Linked DNA regions of Bicyclus anynana: region 1 is linked to region 2. Evidence: chromatin contacts called from public Hi-C data. All regions are on one chromosome and are shown on one strand. The core of a region is the stretch at or near the end of the contact, and the rest is flanking DNA. Distances in the headings are between cores, read along the strand shown. Region 1 overlaps LOC112044029 (serine/threonine-protein kinase SIK2). Region 2 holds the start of LOC112044029 (serine/threonine-protein kinase SIK2).

Evidence for each region. Hi-C and Micro-C count contacts between places; a contact is called where the count stands out from the background.
Region 1: a Hi-C map of whole body shows a contact between it and region 2, with 3 times the contacts expected there. The contact joins the enhancer-like site here to the promoter of LOC112044029 in region 2. A contact is called at or near these places in 2 of 2 Hi-C or Micro-C datasets (whole body and whole larva).

Annotation. Positions count from the first base shown.
Region 1 is chr16:8,795,422-8,798,623 of ilBicAnyn1.1, forward strand. It overlaps LOC112044029 (serine/threonine-protein kinase SIK2), which reads left to right. Exons shown (of 10, transcript XM_024079749.2): 9 at 1-1,598. Among protein-coding and RNA genes, the nearest start is that of LOC112044027, 10 kb to the right of the region's middle. Within about 2 kb of position 1,605, at least 5 of the 8 cell types and tissues checked have open chromatin away from gene starts, as enhancers often do.
Region 2 is chr16:8,691,071-8,694,058 of ilBicAnyn1.1, forward strand. LOC112044029 (serine/threonine-protein kinase SIK2) reads left to right here and starts at 1,478. Exons shown (of 10, transcript XM_024079749.2): 1 at 1,478-2,166. The coding sequence starts at 2,023.

The sequences.
Region 1 (3,202 bases), core at 355-2,854, 100 kb after region 2:
ACCTTCCGAGTTATTCGTATCTACAAAACACTGCCCTACCGCCCGCATCGTCCGAAGCCAATTATTCCGTAACGTCCACTTCCAATGATTTATTTCCGAGTACGCTATACAGACCGGATAGTAAATTTTCATTAAATAGATATACCACTGGTCAATCTTACGCTCCGATGCTTTCAAATAATACTACTGAGCCAGCAAAATTTCAACAACAGTATTCGTCGTCAACAGACGAAGGTTGTGAGACCGATATGGAAGACGTCGCAAACATGCCCAGCGGAGTACAAAACAGGTTAAGTTCGTATGCGAGTTCCAGTTCCAGTAGTGGAGTAGTGACTTTTTTTAACAACAAAAGCCTCAGTCAGAACCTCAGTTGCGATTCGTCACAGAGCAATTTTTCCGCGTTCGAAAGCATCGATTACCAGTTGTCAGATTGCTCAAGCGAATTGACTAGCAGTCTACCTAGTTGCACGACCAATGAAGATAAGCTAGCTTATGAAACAACTTCACTCGTTAATACTAGTCCAATGCATCCTTGTGTTTATATTTCTTCGTATAATAATAAAACTCCTGGTACTGGTTTTATCGCAAGGCACAATCCGATAAACTATCAATCCGCCAATAAGAACTGCCAGCGATCCATCACTCGGAGCCCCGTGGATTTCAGAGAAGGACGCCGCGCTAGCGACGGCCTCGTCGCGCAACAAGCCGCTCAAACGAATGAAACTCAAAAGAATACCCTAGCCTTTAATAGCCAAAGATTAAACGAAAACTGTAAAGCGAAGGGCGTTTTAGAACTTCACCTCGTTCAAAAAGAAGCGCAACAGTTAAAAACTCAATACCAGTCTTCGCTGCCTGCAGAGGAAATGACCCAGAGACAAATTCAGCACAACCAGTTCGCAGCTAGTTTCACTCCACACTATTTAGATACAAAAAATCCTACTCCAAAGCGGATAAGTCTCCCGGAGAACTTTAATTACTCGAGCACTTCCCCACCGATGCCGGCGAGTCCCAAAATGGTCGCCGCGCTTCAGGATACTTCGGATCTAGCGCACGGAGCGTCTCTGTCCTCAGTCAGCAAACCACCCCTTCAGCAGCAGCTAATGCAACATAGACTGTTTCAACAAAAGCGACAACTGCTTCAGAAACAAATGACTCCCCCGAACTTACCAGTGCACGATATGGGAGCCCTGCATAGTCTTCAAGTCGGCCTAAGCAGACGGCAAATGCTCCGGCAGCAGAGCTACAAAATAGCACAACAGCAGCAAATTCTGCCGCCCTTGCCTTTAACGGAGTCCGAGAATAGGGACTTGCTCGCATTCCAGGCGATAGTTGAAGATCCAAATAGGCTAAAGAGCAAAAGCGACGAGAGCCACGAGGAAGCGAAATTCGCGTATCAAGGGTCAATGGACATTAGTATACACAAGGATAGATTAGGGAACGAAAATTGGTCCAACTTGCCGTCGAGTCTACAAAGCGCGTGTCAGATCTCCGAGATGAGCCGGCGGGAAGGGGAGACGGAGGGCGCGCACGCCGTGGAGGCGCCGCTGTGGCCGGGCCAGTGGAACACGTCGCTGTTCCAGCCGCAGGCCTGCTTCCAGGTATTTCAACAGATCAACTAGTAGATCTCCACGTAGGATAGTCGTAGATATGGTAGTGGCGATTGTTGCACGCGATATGTAGCCCGCTCCACGACACGTAGACTTTTATTCCCTAGCCTTGTACGATGTGAAAATTGTTGATGCAGCTGATACTTACAGAAAAGGACGTTACGAAGATCTGTCGCAGAATCAACGACGAACGTTGGCGTACATCTAGTGGCGTAAATATCCCCTAAACTTGATGCAGTTAACAGGCACATGATAATATGTTAAGGATATCAATTTAACTTTATCTGATTAGTTGCGATTTGACATTTTTAGAGGTGGGTGCCTTTTCAGAGTCAACAATTACATACACCGCTGGTAACTTCATTCTTATATTTATTTTATAATATCACATTATAAAGGCTATATTCTATTTAGGAACGTTGTTGCGTGGATTGGACTTGTCATGAGGCCGAGCTTAAAAGCCGTAGGCTATTTTAGTATTTTAGTCAAGTACAAACAATTTTTGGATTTGTTGCCCAAAAATCGTACGTACTAGACTAAACTACTGAAGTAGTTCGAACTAGGCATTATAGGGCCGCTACTAGATGGAACTTTGGTCTCATTGTAATCTTACGTATTCGTTTATATTGTAACGTAGATGGTACTGATGTTATAAAGCTGAAAGGCATGATATGAACTGTAGAGTGCATGACAATAATAGTGCTTTAAAAACAAATAGCTCGTGGTTAAGTCAGCAATTATTATATCAAATTGCCTTTCAATAACAATTTTTATAACAATATTTACAGTAGGTCGATAATTATGATTTTAATTATCCGATGATGTTCAATTTGTACTCGATTTTAGCAATTTATATCGCAACGTTCATTCCTGTTGGTTATACTGACGTATCTCTATTTTTGTTTTACTAATTCCAATAGATTATTTTTTTAACCTGATACGTACATGCATACACACATTGCTCGTGTAGTGTGTACGTGGTTATGATACGCTTCATGTCTATAATAAGAGACTATACAAGCATTATGTGTTTGGGATACCAGGATAAAAAAATACTTTAAATTAACTTGCCAAATATTGTAATATAATAAAATAATAATGTAGATTGAGAGCTTTGACAGCCTTCTTGATTTTATAAAAGCTGGAAGTTTTTCTGCCCATGCTCTTACCGCAGATAACTACGATCAGCAATTACTTTTGAACCGAGATTGCTTTGCGAGGCAGCAGGTTTTAACCCACTATCGTCCAAGTATAAAGTTATTTTTTGTGTTTTCCTGAGCATAATCAGAAATCATATTATCACAAGTTGCCAGCTCGTGGCAACATTTCAAAACAGTTAAAGATAAAACTATAACTATCTTGCGAAGGGTTGCCACTAGGCTAAGTGTCTGGCGGTTGGGGTAATGATTTCTCATGATTATTATCATCATCATTAACAATCCATATTCAGCTCACTATTGAGCACGAGTCTCCTCTCAGAATGAGAGGTGTTAGGCCTTAGTCCACCAAGCTGGCCCAATGCGGATTGGCAAACTTCACACACATAGAGAAATAAATTCTCAGGTGTTCAGGTTTTCTCACAATGTCTTTTCTTC
Region 2 (2,988 bases), core at 228-2,727:
TGCCATGGGAACTTAGAAGAACGTGAAATCTTTATGAAGCAGCGCCATCTACATTCTAGATTTAAGATTTCAGGATAGTAAATACAATTACATAGATGTGTACGTACAAGAATGTTTTTAGAGATTAAACCCGTGTAAGTACGGAAAAAAAACCGAAAAAAAAGAATTATTTATCCTTTTAATTTTGACGCGTAATAGAAAGAATGTGTTTGTATTTCTAAAGCAAAGGGATTATTAAAGAAAAACAGTAAGTGTACATTAATTTCAACGATTTTCCACATAGTCATTTGGCCTAGAGGTGCATAACAAAGGCACAATATAATAATCCTGAGTTCGAGCCCGGGGGTAACAAAGGAAAACTTTTTGTCTTTTTTTTTGTTTTTCTCAATTGGTTTCTTCAAGTATTACAAAATCAAAAATGTCTCTCCTTTACAAAAAAATATGCATTATTATTTTATACTTTTTACTATACTAAAAATATCGTATCTAGTCACTAGATGGCGCTATCACATTCGTTCCGAAAAAAGTTCGAGTAGCCTATCTATTTCCAATAATACACTGTAATCTTTGGTTCGGACCATCGAGTGCTACTGATTTGCGTACGTATTCGTTTTTGAATTTCGTATCCGTGACGGGTACGACACCGTCATGTTCCGTACGCTACATTTGTTTATTTTATTAAATACGAGTTGATACACATTTACTTCTATACTAATAATGAAAATGCAAGAGTAATGCCTAGTTCGGACTACTTTAGTATTTTAGTCGAGTACGAACGATTTTTGGGCGGTAAATCCAAAAATTGTTCGTACTCGGCTAGAATAGATACTTCTATGTCTGTCTGTCTGTCTGTCTCTTACCTATTCACGGCTAAACGACTGAACCGATCAAAATGAATTTTGGTATAATGATATAGGGGACCTTGGGGTACTACATAGACTACTTTTTATCCCTGCAATAAAAGAGAATGGGGTGAAATAGGGGTTATGTATGGAAGCGATAGCGTTGGCGATAGCGATAGCGATAACGTTAACGATAGCGATAATAGAATAGAATAGAAAACCAAAACCCCGATATGGGAGAGAAAATCCTACTAATATTATAAACGCTAAAGTTTGTATGGATGTTTGTTTGGATGTTTGGTAGTCCCGCTACTACTGAAACGATTTGCCTGAAATTTGGAATGGAAACAGATTTTACTCTGGATTAAGTCATACTTTTCATCCTGGAAAGAACACATTTATGCGCCGCACGATACAAACACGATTCGAGAACCTATCAGTATTTAGAAGTGTTTTGAAATAATTTCCAATAAGCGCATTAATACGAAGCTATAAAACAGGTATATGTGTGCAATCGTGCGTATGTCGATGAACATTACGCGTTGCTGACGTCACACAAAAGCAATATGGCGGCTAAAAGCGCGCGCGTGTCGCGTCGAAGGTACCATTGGGCTATTCTGTACGAGTACTCGACTCGAGTCTCCCTCACTCGACTCGAGAGACGAGAAGTCGACTAGAGGCCCGAGCCGAGTCAAACTCAAGCCCGAGTTCAGTATCCGGTTGACAGCCGGTGAGGCGGCGGCGTCATGTTTCTCTAGCGTACGATACGCGCGCCGCCTCTGCGCGATTTTCTACCATTCGTAAATATATTTTGTACACAAATACGTGCAGTACAAGCGCGTGCAAGTGACTGTAATCTGTGTAATCTGAACATAATAAGACTTTCCCTGGCTATATACATACCGTAAATAATTAAGTACATCGAACTGTTGCAATACCTTTGATACAATTTTGTTAGAGCACTAAATTACTAACAAGTAACAATATTACGTAGGTTTTAATAGCCAAATATTGTAGTGTAGTAAGTTTGTTAAAATATTTCATGGTTAGTAAAATTCATGTGTTAACATTATGTAAAATAGGAGTGTTACGACTGACTAGCATTGAAGGAATTATTATAAATAGTATCACGGAAAACGAGGAGTTACAGTTGGTGAGGTGAAATTGATTGTCAAGTTGGATGAGATCCACATCAATAATGGCGGATCGCGAACGTCCTGCGAAAACCCCCATCAGGGTGGGTTTTTATGACATTGAAAGGACCATTGGCAAAGGGAATTTTGCCGTCGTAAAGTTAGCACGACATCGAATAACGAAGACTGAGGTAAGAAAAATGTCCAAACAATATACTCACATTTATTAAATTATCTATCATTTTACATAAGTAACTACATTTTACAATTCTCATAAGAATCCTGTTCGAAGGACCTTTTTTGATTCTACAGTATTTCTGAATAATATGTAACTACCTACATTTGTTGGTTGAAATATTTATAGTTTATTGATTATATGAATTAACTTATTTAAAGTATTATGTGTATTATTCGTATTTAATTTAATAACAATTTTTATAACCGATTTTAATCACTACATCTTTTATACCACAACGTTCTCTTATCACACTTTTTTTATGCTTCTCCTGCCATATCCAACTTTCACTATGGTACATTAGATTTGGGACTAAAACTCCTTCTCCTATGCATAGCTAGTCGTGCGTTGTGGTATACACTCTGGCTATTCATAAAGACACATTTCTAGCATTTACTCTCCTTTCAATACAACTTTCACATATTCTATTGTTCGCAAATGTATAACCCAGGTATACAAATTCTTTTTCTGCTACCACTAGTTTCTCCATCTATCAAAATATTGTCATACATTAATCTCTTTAAAAAAAATCTTATATTTTGCTTACTTCATTTTCATTCCTTTTCTTTTAAAAACTACATTTATAATATTTATCATCTCCTGTTTGCAGGAGCAGATGATGCAAGTATTACTTGATCATCAGAGTAGAGTAAATATTTGACAAATATTTTGTTCATACATACTCTCTTTCAAATATGTCAAGTAGTTATCCATGAATAGGTTGAACAATCGTGGTGTCGCAATACACCCTTGTCAGACACCTCTTTCTACTGGGAGC